Linked DNA regions of Hordeum vulgare: region 2 is linked to region 1. Evidence: chromatin contacts called from public Hi-C data. All regions are on one chromosome and are shown on one strand. Each heading gives the region's core, a stretch centred on a gene start, on an enhancer-like site or on the middle of the called end of the contact. The rest is flanking DNA. Distances are from core to core; before and after follow the strand shown. Region 1 holds the start of LOC123396827. Region 2 holds the start of LOC123397538 (probable ethanolamine kinase).

Evidence for each region. Hi-C and Micro-C count contacts between places; a contact is called where the count stands out from the background.
Region 2: a Hi-C map of seedling shows a contact between it and region 1, with 4 times the contacts expected there. The contact joins the promoter of LOC123397538 here to the promoter of LOC123396827 in region 1. A contact is called at or near these places in 3 of 6 Hi-C or Micro-C datasets (leaf and seedling).

What each region holds. Positions count from the first base shown.
Region 1 is chr5H:432,571,633-432,577,072 of MorexV3_pseudomolecules_assembly, forward strand. It overlaps LOC123396827, which reads left to right and starts at 2,774. Exons shown (of 1, transcript XM_045091633.1): 1 at 2,774-4,069. The coding sequence starts at 2,774. The coding sequence ends at 3,781. LOC123397532 (20 kDa chaperonin, chloroplastic-like) reads left to right here. Exons shown (of 6, transcript XM_045092059.1): 4 at 1-75; 5 at 786-863; 6 at 1,610-1,949. The coding sequence ends at 1,783.
Region 2 is chr5H:432,722,076-432,727,515 of MorexV3_pseudomolecules_assembly, forward strand. LOC123397538 (probable ethanolamine kinase) reads right to left here and starts at 2,680. Exons shown (of 11, transcript XM_045092065.1): 1 at 2,394-2,680; 2 at 2,135-2,226; 3 at 1,538-1,644; 4 at 1,112-1,217; 5 at 756-878; 6 at 542-633; 7 at 138-222. The coding sequence starts at 2,545. LOC123396828 reads left to right here and starts at 3,843. Exons shown (of 3, transcript XM_045091634.1): 1 at 3,843-4,309. The coding sequence starts at 3,843.

The sequences.
Region 1 (5,440 bases), core at 1,524-4,023:
GATGACATCATTGGTATTCTTGACACTGATGACGTGAAAGATCTGAAGCCACTGAGTGACCGTATTCTCATTAAGGTTTATTTCAACACATCATTTCCACACTCTTTACTAAGTGGTTACTGTATTCCTCTTGTGAACAGAATGTGTATTCAAATCCTTTCTTGGTTCAGTACCGCAACTGCACACTCAATTTGCATAGGCTATATTATTGCCAAGTAATATTCATGGCTTATGTATCAAATTAGAATACGGCATTATGGTATAGAACCTATTCAACAGAAAAAATAGAGGATAATTTTACCCACTAACGATAGGGCAACAACTTATTAACAACCGAACAAGAAGTGCTCTTTAAAAAAAAATACAACGTAGAACAAGAAAAATACTCCTTATGTTATTTGATCTACTCTGTTTTGCTCATGAGCCTGAGCAACCTCATTTAATTGAAATAAAAAAAAGCTTGGTTGTATAACTCCTCAATTTTGTTCTTTCCTGCTCTTTCTTTCTGCCGGACTGTCTTTAGTTCAGATCCACTATGGTTCTATTCCAGGTTCACCATGCTCAGTATCTGTGCGACTATGCATTATTGCATCGCGATTGTCAATGTGAAGTTTTTTTTTGCTTGAAGCATTCAGATTAGACAACAGCGGAGCTAGATTTTCTGTAGAAAAAACCTTAATTCAGATTGCCAGGATCTATTTCTTTCTTGTCTGAGTACAGTTTGTAATATAGACACCACAAGCACCCATCACCAACTGAATTTTTCTATTCTCCTTTGGCATTAGGTTGCAGAGTCTGAAGAGGAAACTGCTGGTGGTTTGCTATTGACACAGATGTCGAAAGAGAAGCCTTCTGTTGGAACAGTGAGCACTTCTGTTTGTTATGCATTTGCTGCAATTAATCAGATGACCGTGATCATAACTGCTTATAACCTCAAACTAGAAACATATCAACTATGAAATAGTTGCATCCCTTAACACAATTATCGCTCTCTGTGAGGTGTTGTTTTTACTGTGTTTTTTCTACTTATTAATGTTAATAGTATATGTGTTCTTAAGCTATAAGGGAAGGAGGAACACCAGATCTGTGTTGAAGTGTGATCTATAGTCTTGCATAGTGTAATTAGTCAGTGCCCAAGAGGCCAAGACACCCTGCTGTTTTCTTGGCTATATATTTTTGCTCATTTTGTGGTGACCTGTTTTTTCCTGTTGCTTTTGTCGCCTGCCAGTTTCCACAATGGTGTCCGCGAGATGCCACTTTCACCACTAACTGAAACAACTATGGAGATCCCTAGACGCCTAACAAGTAGTAGTACTCATATTGCTCGTTGACTAGGTTTGATAGATAGACTAGACCTTAACTGGGGTCCCAATCTTGAATGTATTTTTACCATCATATGAAACATGAGCAATCAGGCACACCATACTACCATCATTTATTCTTTTTTCGCATTCCCTACATGCACTCTATACATGACTGCATGGCTATGAATTGAGCAATCCTCCTGTCTTGGGTAGTTAGCTATCCACTTTGATATAGTCATATAATGTTGTTGCGTAGACTTGTTGCATGAATTACTGAGCTCTGACCACCTCTTTGGCTGAAACAGGTGGTCGCTGTTGGCCCCGGGCCTTTGGGCGATGATGGCAGCAGGACGCCGTTGTCGATCACTCCTGGAAGCAGCGTGCTCTACTCCAAGTATGCAGGAAGTGAGTTCAAGGGTTCGGAAGGCGAGTACATCGTTCTCAGATCATCTGACGTGATAGCTGTGCTGTCATCATAAGCTTGTCCTGCCCTGCTCATGCGAACTAGGAATTTTGATATTTAGTCCAGAACCTTGTTTGGTTATTGCTCTTGCTTGGGATTGGTGAATTGTGAATTGCTTCTTCGCTCTATCGTGGAAATGTTGCCTGATAGTTTTAATAAGACGACGGCTTAGATTTCAGAAATGTCTGTGCTTTGCTTCTAAGCGTCTTGGTTTGGTGGGCGTCTAAACTTTGACAGATGGACAGGGTCAGCGTTTCTCACGAAGATTGGCGGCTTGAAAATAACCCGCTCATGTGAAGAACGCTTGGTAGTTGTTTGTAGTCAAAAAGCGTGCAGACATTGCACTTGGCTCGGTTGGTGAACGACTATACTGGATAATACTCGTCTGCTAGAGTTGGTGTATCAGTACAGAAGATTTGTCTCTAGGGAGGGCCTAGTCTTACAAAATGCTCATCTGTGCGTTGTTACCTAACCGGCTCTTCCTTTCTTGCTGGCGAGACATAGACTGACAAATCGTCAGTGCGGCGTCTGAAAGAAAATGTCCAACAGAAACTGATGCCACTCGGACAGCGAAAGGAAGAGCTTAACAAGGATACAAATTTCTCCAGTCAATTCTGGTGACCTAAGCTTCTCCGAGCCTGCAGTTCGTGAAGGAAAAATCTGAGCCCTGGCACGACTTTCACACTGTCTCTGGGCCGCGAGAAGCTGGCCAGGTCGACGCCCCCCACCTGGTCAACCAAAAGCCCCGGCGGCGTCCTCATCAGCCGCGCGCGACCGAATCAAACAAACGCAACAAAAACTAGTCCAAAGCCCCCGTGCCGCTTTCTGCCGCCAATTAACCGATGCTGCCAACACGAGCACGAGACCCCGGAGTCGTCCGACACGGTCACACTCGCACCTCCAGACTTAATCACGCCGCGGCGACGCGCGCGTATATAGCCCGCTGCGCTCGGCGCGCCCGATCCGGCACGCAAGAGAATTGTCTCTGTTTGTCTCCACTGGACCCATGGCGAGCCACGACGCGCTCTGGGCGAAGCTCTGGGAGCTGGAGCTGCAGCTCGCGGCGTACAAGCTCCTGCACGCCGCGCGGCGCGGGGAGGACGACGACGTGGCTCCGGACGGCGCGCGGGAGGCCGCGGGGACCGGCGCCTGCCGCCGCGGCAGGCAGTACGACGCTTACATGCGCCGGCGCGACGCCAGGCGCGTGTCCGTCGCCGCGGCGGCCAAGAGCCAGCAGCAGCAGCAGAGGCCGATCGGCGGCACGCGTGCCGGCGGCAGGCCAGGCCCGCTCACCGTCAAGTGCGCCGCTCGGGACACGCCGCAGGTGAGGAGGACGGTGCCGTCGGGAGTGTCCACCCCGAGGAAGGAGCACGGCGCGCTTCCACTGCCCAGGAGCAGGACGGTGAGCAGCGGCGCGCCGGTGGCGATGCCGCAGTCGCACCGGAGGCGGAACAGCGTCGGCGGCGACCTGGGCGACTGCGCCACGCCGAGGCCGTTCCTCAGGCGCGGCAGCGGGACCGGCGGCGCGATCGGGAACCTGCGGTCGCCGAGGGTGCACGACCTCCCCAGCGGCAGCCCGAGCCCGAGGCGGGCGCCGCTGGACCAGTTCGTCCCAAAGGTGACGGCCGGGCGGCACCTCCGGTCCGTGTCGGAGCTGCCGCTCCGCGCGACGTCGGTGGAGTCCCCGAGGTGGGTGGAGACGCCGCGGCCGGACCAGTCACGGGCGAGGAAGCGGTGGGGCGGCCTGGAGAGCCCGCCGCCGGCGATCTTCTCGGCCCCGGCGGCCAACCCGCACATGGACCTGGCCAAGGGGCTCCGCAAGCTGCTGAGCTTCGTGAGGAAGGGCAAGAGCGGCGAGCGCCAGCGCGACGGCGGCGGGCGTGAATCCGGCGACGGGAAGCCCGTGAAGGAGTGGACAGCTTGCTCCGTCCTTGATGGCCCGTTCGAACGTGCGAGCCTGGAGGGGCACCGGTTCCCCCTGCCCATGACACGGGCAGTCGGCACCTCCGGATGAGGCGTGTGGGCTGGCATGGCACGTAAACCGTGATGCTCATTAGATACGCCCTCTGCGTTCCTCGTGGTCGTGGGGATGCTTCGTCCACGTACGGCCATGCTTTCGTAGCTTTGTATTGCGCTCCATGAATTAACCTGTAGATACCAGCTTCAGCTTGTGTGTTCCGGTTGTTTGAGAGATGTGTCGCGAGTGAAACATGCTTTTCGATCGCAATTTTCTCGCTCATCCAGCAAGTCATCAATCAGGTTGAAGCCGAGGGTTTCTGGTCAAATCTACATGTTTACACGATTAGGTTAGTTGTATGTACTTTCATAATGCATAATATTATTTATTAGTATCATAAACTAATTTATTTATTGTCATGTATGATACGTGTACTCCTCTATACGAGTGCATATGACACTTTACAAAAAACAGGTTTTCTCAAAACGCTTAGGCGTGCTTCAATAACTCCCCTCCTTGTTTCCCTCCCAGCCTCGTTTGCTGCCTCTTAGTACCTTTAGAGCATGGTTAATAATACAACCAACAATCGGCTACAAGGAGTTGCTATGTCATATAGAGCCAACCTAATAGTCGGCATATATAATAGTAATTTTTAGATGTGTATTATTTTAAGAATAGTTGACCTATCTTACAATCTTACAAAGTGTTTTGGGTCTCGTGCTGCAGCTGGCTACTCATCAAGAACCTGCTTCTCTTCTCTCTCCTCCTCTCTTTCCTCCAACTAAGCAAGAATATAATATTCTAATCCTTATAGCCTGCTTATGTCACCTTATTGTACTTGCTCTTACATGCAGTGCGTCTACTCGGTGATTAGTGAAGAAATCAAAACCTGTTCACATGCAATGAAGTACGTGGGCCTGGAGTAGCTAAAAAGACATCCACTTAAATACAACGATCAATTTAATTGGAAGGATGACCGACCTTGTTTTCTCTTGCTCTCCAATCAGCTACCACCTCGGTCGCGCTGCGCCTCCTAAAGTGCCCTATGCACTGGTACAGAGGAAGTAGTACATTATTTAATACGATACAACATCATAATACGATATTCAATCATCTCTTTCTTCATTTAATTATATGTCACATCATTAAAATTATCTTGTTGGCATGCATAATACGATCTATGATACCTTCATCCTTGGGGAAAAGAGACGTCCAAACAGATCTCGATCCAGGGGACCCAACTCTCCCCTCCGCCGCCCATAGCGCGAGCGACCGAGGGGGCTCAACTCTCCGCCGTCGATCGCCTTCCTTCTTCCCGTGCCCCTCCGCTGCCGTCAGTGGTCGGCGTCGGGCTAAGCCCGCGCGTGCGATGGCGGCGACAGAGGCATCACCGTCTCACTCCGGACTCGGGATGCACGGGATCTCCGTTCTTGAGGATGAGGCCACGATCGATGGCGGCGGCGCCGATCTCGCCCATGACGGCGTCCATCTGCAGCTCGGCGACATGGCGGCCGGTCGGTGACCCAGTGGCGGCCATGGCGGCAGACTGATCCGAGGCGGTCGAGGCGTCAGATCTAGAGGTCCCCTTTCTCTTGCTCCCTCTATCGCCGTCCCGGTGGTTTACGGTTGCAGGCTCCGGTGATGGTGAGCCCTGGTGGTGTACCTTGGGTCTGGGGGAAACCTTGGCCGGTCTGGCCGGATCGACGGTGGCGTCGC
Region 2 (5,440 bases), core at 1,430-3,929, 150 kb after region 1:
CAAAAAAGGGAAGACAATATTACAACAAACAGAGAGACAATCTAAGCCTTTGCAAAACGGGCAAAAGGAAAGCTTAAGTATGAAAGCATAATGTACTAAACAATCAAGAGAAGGTGACAAGCTAATGTGATATTTACCTTCCAAATCATTTAGCATCAGATTACCCGATAGCAAGTCATTGTGTGCAAAAACGACAGGAGCATGCAAAAGATCGGAGAGATCCTATAAGAGGACAGCAAGACATTATATTCACGGATACCAATTTAGCAAACAGTCATGTAGCCATTTGATTGAATGATTGTGCTATAGGATTAATCTAATAGCATGAATACGTAATATGCCTTTGTGACAAAGCCAAATTAGAAAGAAAAAAACTCCCTCTGTAAACTAATATAAGGCTGTTTAGATCAATAAAATGGTGATCTAAACGGTCTTATATTAGTTTACAGAGGGAGTACTCCTTTAGGAATATGAAACTGAAGTGCACTCAAATTGCTGCAGTGGTCAATAGTACATGACGGTAAGTCTTATAACAAAGTACCTTAAGTTCTTTAACTTCATCTTGTATTTCTCTAAAAGAGATCGTCTCATACCTCTTCTGCTTCTCGTTATCTTCAAACTTCAATACGGAAGCTAAGATAAATAGTTCACAGCACACAACAACATTACGTAATGTCATTCATGATGAGACTGAAATAAAAGTAACCAATTCCAAAATGAAATATCCAAAACAAATTCGGGGTTGGGAATGTAACCTTTTTTCAAAAACTTGAATATGTCATTCCACAACTGTGGTTCTTTTGATCCCGGTATATCTACTTGATGAAATTTCTGTAGCTGCTTGGCAATTTCAGCAGCTATTCTAGGTTCCTTCATGTCTGAAAAACAGAACAAGGGAAATAAACACACTATTTGCAGAAGCATTTATCGCAGACTCTCCAGTCTCTACACACCTATGGGTGCAAAATAACAACCACTGAGTATATACCTAAAACCACAGATCACTTCAAATTACCGTGTGAAAAGATAGAAAATGAGAAAAGATAAATCGCTCCATTAAGTAGACAATGAAATCACCCATTTGTATTGTGCAGAATATAAAAATGCCTACCTGAAGGTGTTAGTGTCCTAGCATGGATGAATGACGAAACCACTCCATTCTCAAATACTCCAAGTAACCGAGCCCCAAACCCTGCAGCTGAGAGATATGGTATGGCCTAACCATGATTGTAATAGATGTATGCATTAGGAAACAGTTCAGCCCCAAAAATGACAACAGAATACTCGGTTTACTTGACAACTTAGTTTTATGTAACAATGAGGTACTTCGAGTGTTATGGCATAGGTACTATTTCTATGGAAGGAAATGACCATTGCATTTCAGAAATTTTAAACTGAACCACAACTAAGAAAGCACCAACAAATAAACCAATACTGTAATGGACAATCAATCACAGGAACACTACAGAATGCAGGTAAATATTACTACATGCCAGTAGCACAAACAATTTTCATACACTATGATTGAAACTCTCACCTGCAATTCCCTCTCCCGATCAATCACCAAGTCTGTATTTGGGCCATACAGCCGAACAGTCACAGAAGACTGACTATCCGTGCCTTCTTTGACAGATACTTTCAGCACTGCAGGTCATGAACATCACGAACAATATAAGATAATCATTTAGGTATTATTGCTGTATCTATGATTCACAAGTAAATTATGTACAGTTGCTCATAGAAACGGTTATTATTTCATAACGCCTCTAAAATAATGGGTCCTGAACTCCGGATGCAATGATAGTAGGAGTGTTTTCGAAGCAGAAATGAGTGCAAAACACTGATGATAAAGAGTGTATGGTCTCAAAAAGGCTGCCAGATGCAATCAAGTTCTAGTGCCACATCTGAAACGATGAGCAAAGTGTGGCAGCAAGCAAACATTAAAGTGCAGTCATTAAGTTATGGCATGGTCTGTGTGGACAATTCAAGCAACTGCCTTGCCTAAGAATTACTATAATTACATAGCCTCTGTTTTTTTCCTCTTTCAAGCATGCTCAGGTAGTCATGTGAGGGAGATGGATCAGGAGCCAGGACAGTGCCGCAAGCCATGCCACTGGCAAGGAGCAGAACTCACACAGGTTGGTGATACCGCCGGACACCGTCGAGATGGAGAAGCACGAGCTGTCCAGGGACGACCACCCCTTCACCAACTCCTTGCAGAGATCTCTGGAGAAGCAAGCAACCTTATTATATTAGAAAAACAAAACGGGAAGCGGGGAAATAATCAGGGGCAGCGGCGCCTGTCGCTCTCTACTAGGCATTTCTCCAAACACCGTCAGTTCATACACCCGCGCGCGCAGAAGCAAAATGGGGAGAGGGGTCAGGGGACTTGCATGACGCGGGGGGTCATCTCGGGGAGCGGCAGCGAGATGTCGACCGCGGCGGCCGACGTGGGCACCTCCGCCGGCGCCGCCCTCGTCTTCTCCTCGCCGCCGCCGCCGGCACCGCCGGCGACCCCGCTCCAGCTCCGGCCATCCGATCCCATGTCCCTCGCTTCCGGGCGATCCTTTCGCTCGCGCGAGGAAGCTCGTTGTCGCGGGGCTATTCTGGTGGGAGCCTCAAGGCGATTCGGTGCCGATGCGATGCGATGCGATCGGAGAGGGACGGAAGTGTGGTGGAGGAATGCGGGGCCTCGAACAGAGGACACCATTTATAGGGCCCAGTCGCCACCCGCCGCGTGGCGGGGGAGGCCAGGAGGGGCCGCCCACGTCAGCTGATGCCCAGGCCCCACCGACCTACCCACCGGGTAGGGTGCCCGTGGCGGCAATCGCGTGGTCCCTGGGATGGGACAGCGACGGGCTTTTGTGTGGCGTGATGGACGGTGAGGATTCGGTGGCTTGTACGGGCCCGCTCAACAGTCACGTGATGGGGGGCCCTCCTCCCTTTGTCTGTTGCTCACTGTCGCTGGGGCTGTCTGGATTTGGGGCGATGCCGGCTCTGTTTTTCTCTCGAGATATTTTGGATGGATGGTGATTTTGTTAGACCATCTCCAACACGCGCCATACAAGCGTCACACCGTAAAAAAAGCAGTTTTAGCGCGCGCGCAACGCGGCTGGCAGCTCCAGCGGGCGCGCGCCATTTCCAGTTCAGCTCGCTGACCGAAACGCAATCCCGCGCCCCTTATTTGCTGCGCCGGCTCCCGCACCCGCGACTCTCCCGCGCTCGCTCCCCCCATCCGGCCGCGCCGCCGCCGCCGCTCGCGCCCCCGCGATCGTTCAGCGCTTCCCTCGCCTATCCCCGCGCCGCCGTCGTCGCCCGCGCCCGCCGGCGGCCACTCAGGCGCTTCCCCGGCCTGTCTCCGCTGCGGGCGCCGCCCGCGCCCCCCGGCGACCGTTCAGGCGCTTCCCCGGCCTCCCCGCACCGCCGCGCTTCCGCCCCACCCCCTCCTAGTCCGGCCGGCCCTCGCGCACCTCCGACGTCCGAGGAACAGCGCCCGAGAGCTCGCTGCCGCGCCGCGCCCGCAAGGTGTTCGACAAAACGCCTACAAGGTAAGTATTGCTCCAAACTTATGAATTTGGTGCATGTTTTGAATGGTAGTTTTTATAGTATAGTATTGAACATTGTAGATGAGTTCGTCGTATGATTCTTCCGAAGAAGAATTTGATATGGAAGAGGAGGAGGATCTTGCAATGATCATAGCTATGCATATCAATAAAAAACCGAAGCACGGTGGTTCGGTTATGGGTCGGGAGAAAATTTGGAGAGATAGGATTGATGCCCATAACAGATTGATGAAGAACTATTTCGTGGAGAATCCCACATACCCGTAGTCGTATTTTCGTCGCCGGTTTAGGATGAGCACAGACTTGTTCAAGCGCATTGCAGAGAAACTAGCGAGCCATGACCGGTTTTTTCAGCAAAGGAGGAATGCCGCCGGAGAGCTCGGGCATAGCACCTTTCTGAAGGTGACAGCCGCATTGCGTATGTTGGCAAACAGTATCCCGGCTGATCTAGTTGATGATCACTTGGCTATGGGTGAGAGTCAAGCCATCATGTGTGTCAAGTGCTTTGCAGTGGGAATTGTGCAAGTGTTTAGCGAGGAGTATTTGAGATCTCCCACTGCTGAAGACGTCGCAAGGCTATTGGCGATGAACAAGGCTCGCGGCTGTCCTGGCATGCTTGGCTCAATAGATTGCATGCATTGGAGTTGGAAGAATTGTCCAAAGGCATGGCATGGGCAATTCCACGGCCAAAAAAAGGGCTCCACTATAATCCTTGAAGCGGTGGCCGATCAGGAGACTTGGATTTGGCATGCATTCTTTGGAATGCCTGGATCTTTAAATGATATCAATGGTGTCAACCGGTCACCACTGATGAATAAGATTGCAGATGGTGAGTTGCCACCGGTGCAGTTTGTAGCAAATGGTCGTACGTACAACTATGGCTATTATCTAGCGGATGGCATATATCCAAAGTGGCAAACCTTTGTGAAGCCGTTGAAAAAGCCGGAAGGTAAGAAAAATCTTGATTTCCACAATGCTCAGGCAGCTGCTAGAAAAGATGTGGAGAGAGCATTTGGGATTTTGCAAGCCCAATTTGCTATTGTGAGAGGACCGGCTAGATTCTGAGATCAAAAAATGCTTTGGTACATCATGCACGCTTGTGTGATCATGCACAACATGATCATCGAGAATGAGCGTGGCCAAGATTTAGATTACTTACAGTATGAGCTCTTGGGACATCCCGTGCGAGTGCGACGGAGGGCTGAAAGGGTAGCCCGTTTTGTTGCCTCCTATCATGTCATTCGGCGTCCCGCAACGCACAATGATCTTCAGAAGGATCTGATTGAAGAGTGGTGGGCATGGCATGGACGACAAAGAGCATGATTTGGTTGTGTTTATTGCATTATTTGTATTGTATTGTTCATGAACTATTGGTTGTGTTTATTGCATTATTTGTTGTACTGAAGGATAAACTATTTGTTTGAGTTGTAATGACTATTTATTGTTGATTTATTTTGCTTGTTTGATCGTTTTTGCTCCTATTTTTTGAAATGTATATGTGGTTTGTGCGTGCTGCGCGCGCTGCATTTTTGGGCACTGCTGGAGCGGCGCTCGCGCGCTGCATTGTAACGCGGCTGTTGGAGCCAGCGCCTATCCCCGCGCTAAACCAGCCGAAGCGCGCGCGGCAAACACATTTTTGTTAGAATTATGCCCTAGAGGCAATAATAAATATAGTTATTATTATAATTCCTGTATCGAGATAATCGTTTATTATCCATGCTATAATTGTATTGAATGAAGACTTAAATACATGTGCCGATACATAGACAAAACACTGTCCCTAGCAAGCCTCTAGTTGGCTAGCCAGTTGATCAAAGATAGTCAGTGTCTTCTGATTATGAACAAGGTGTTGTTGCTTGATAACTGGATCACGTCAT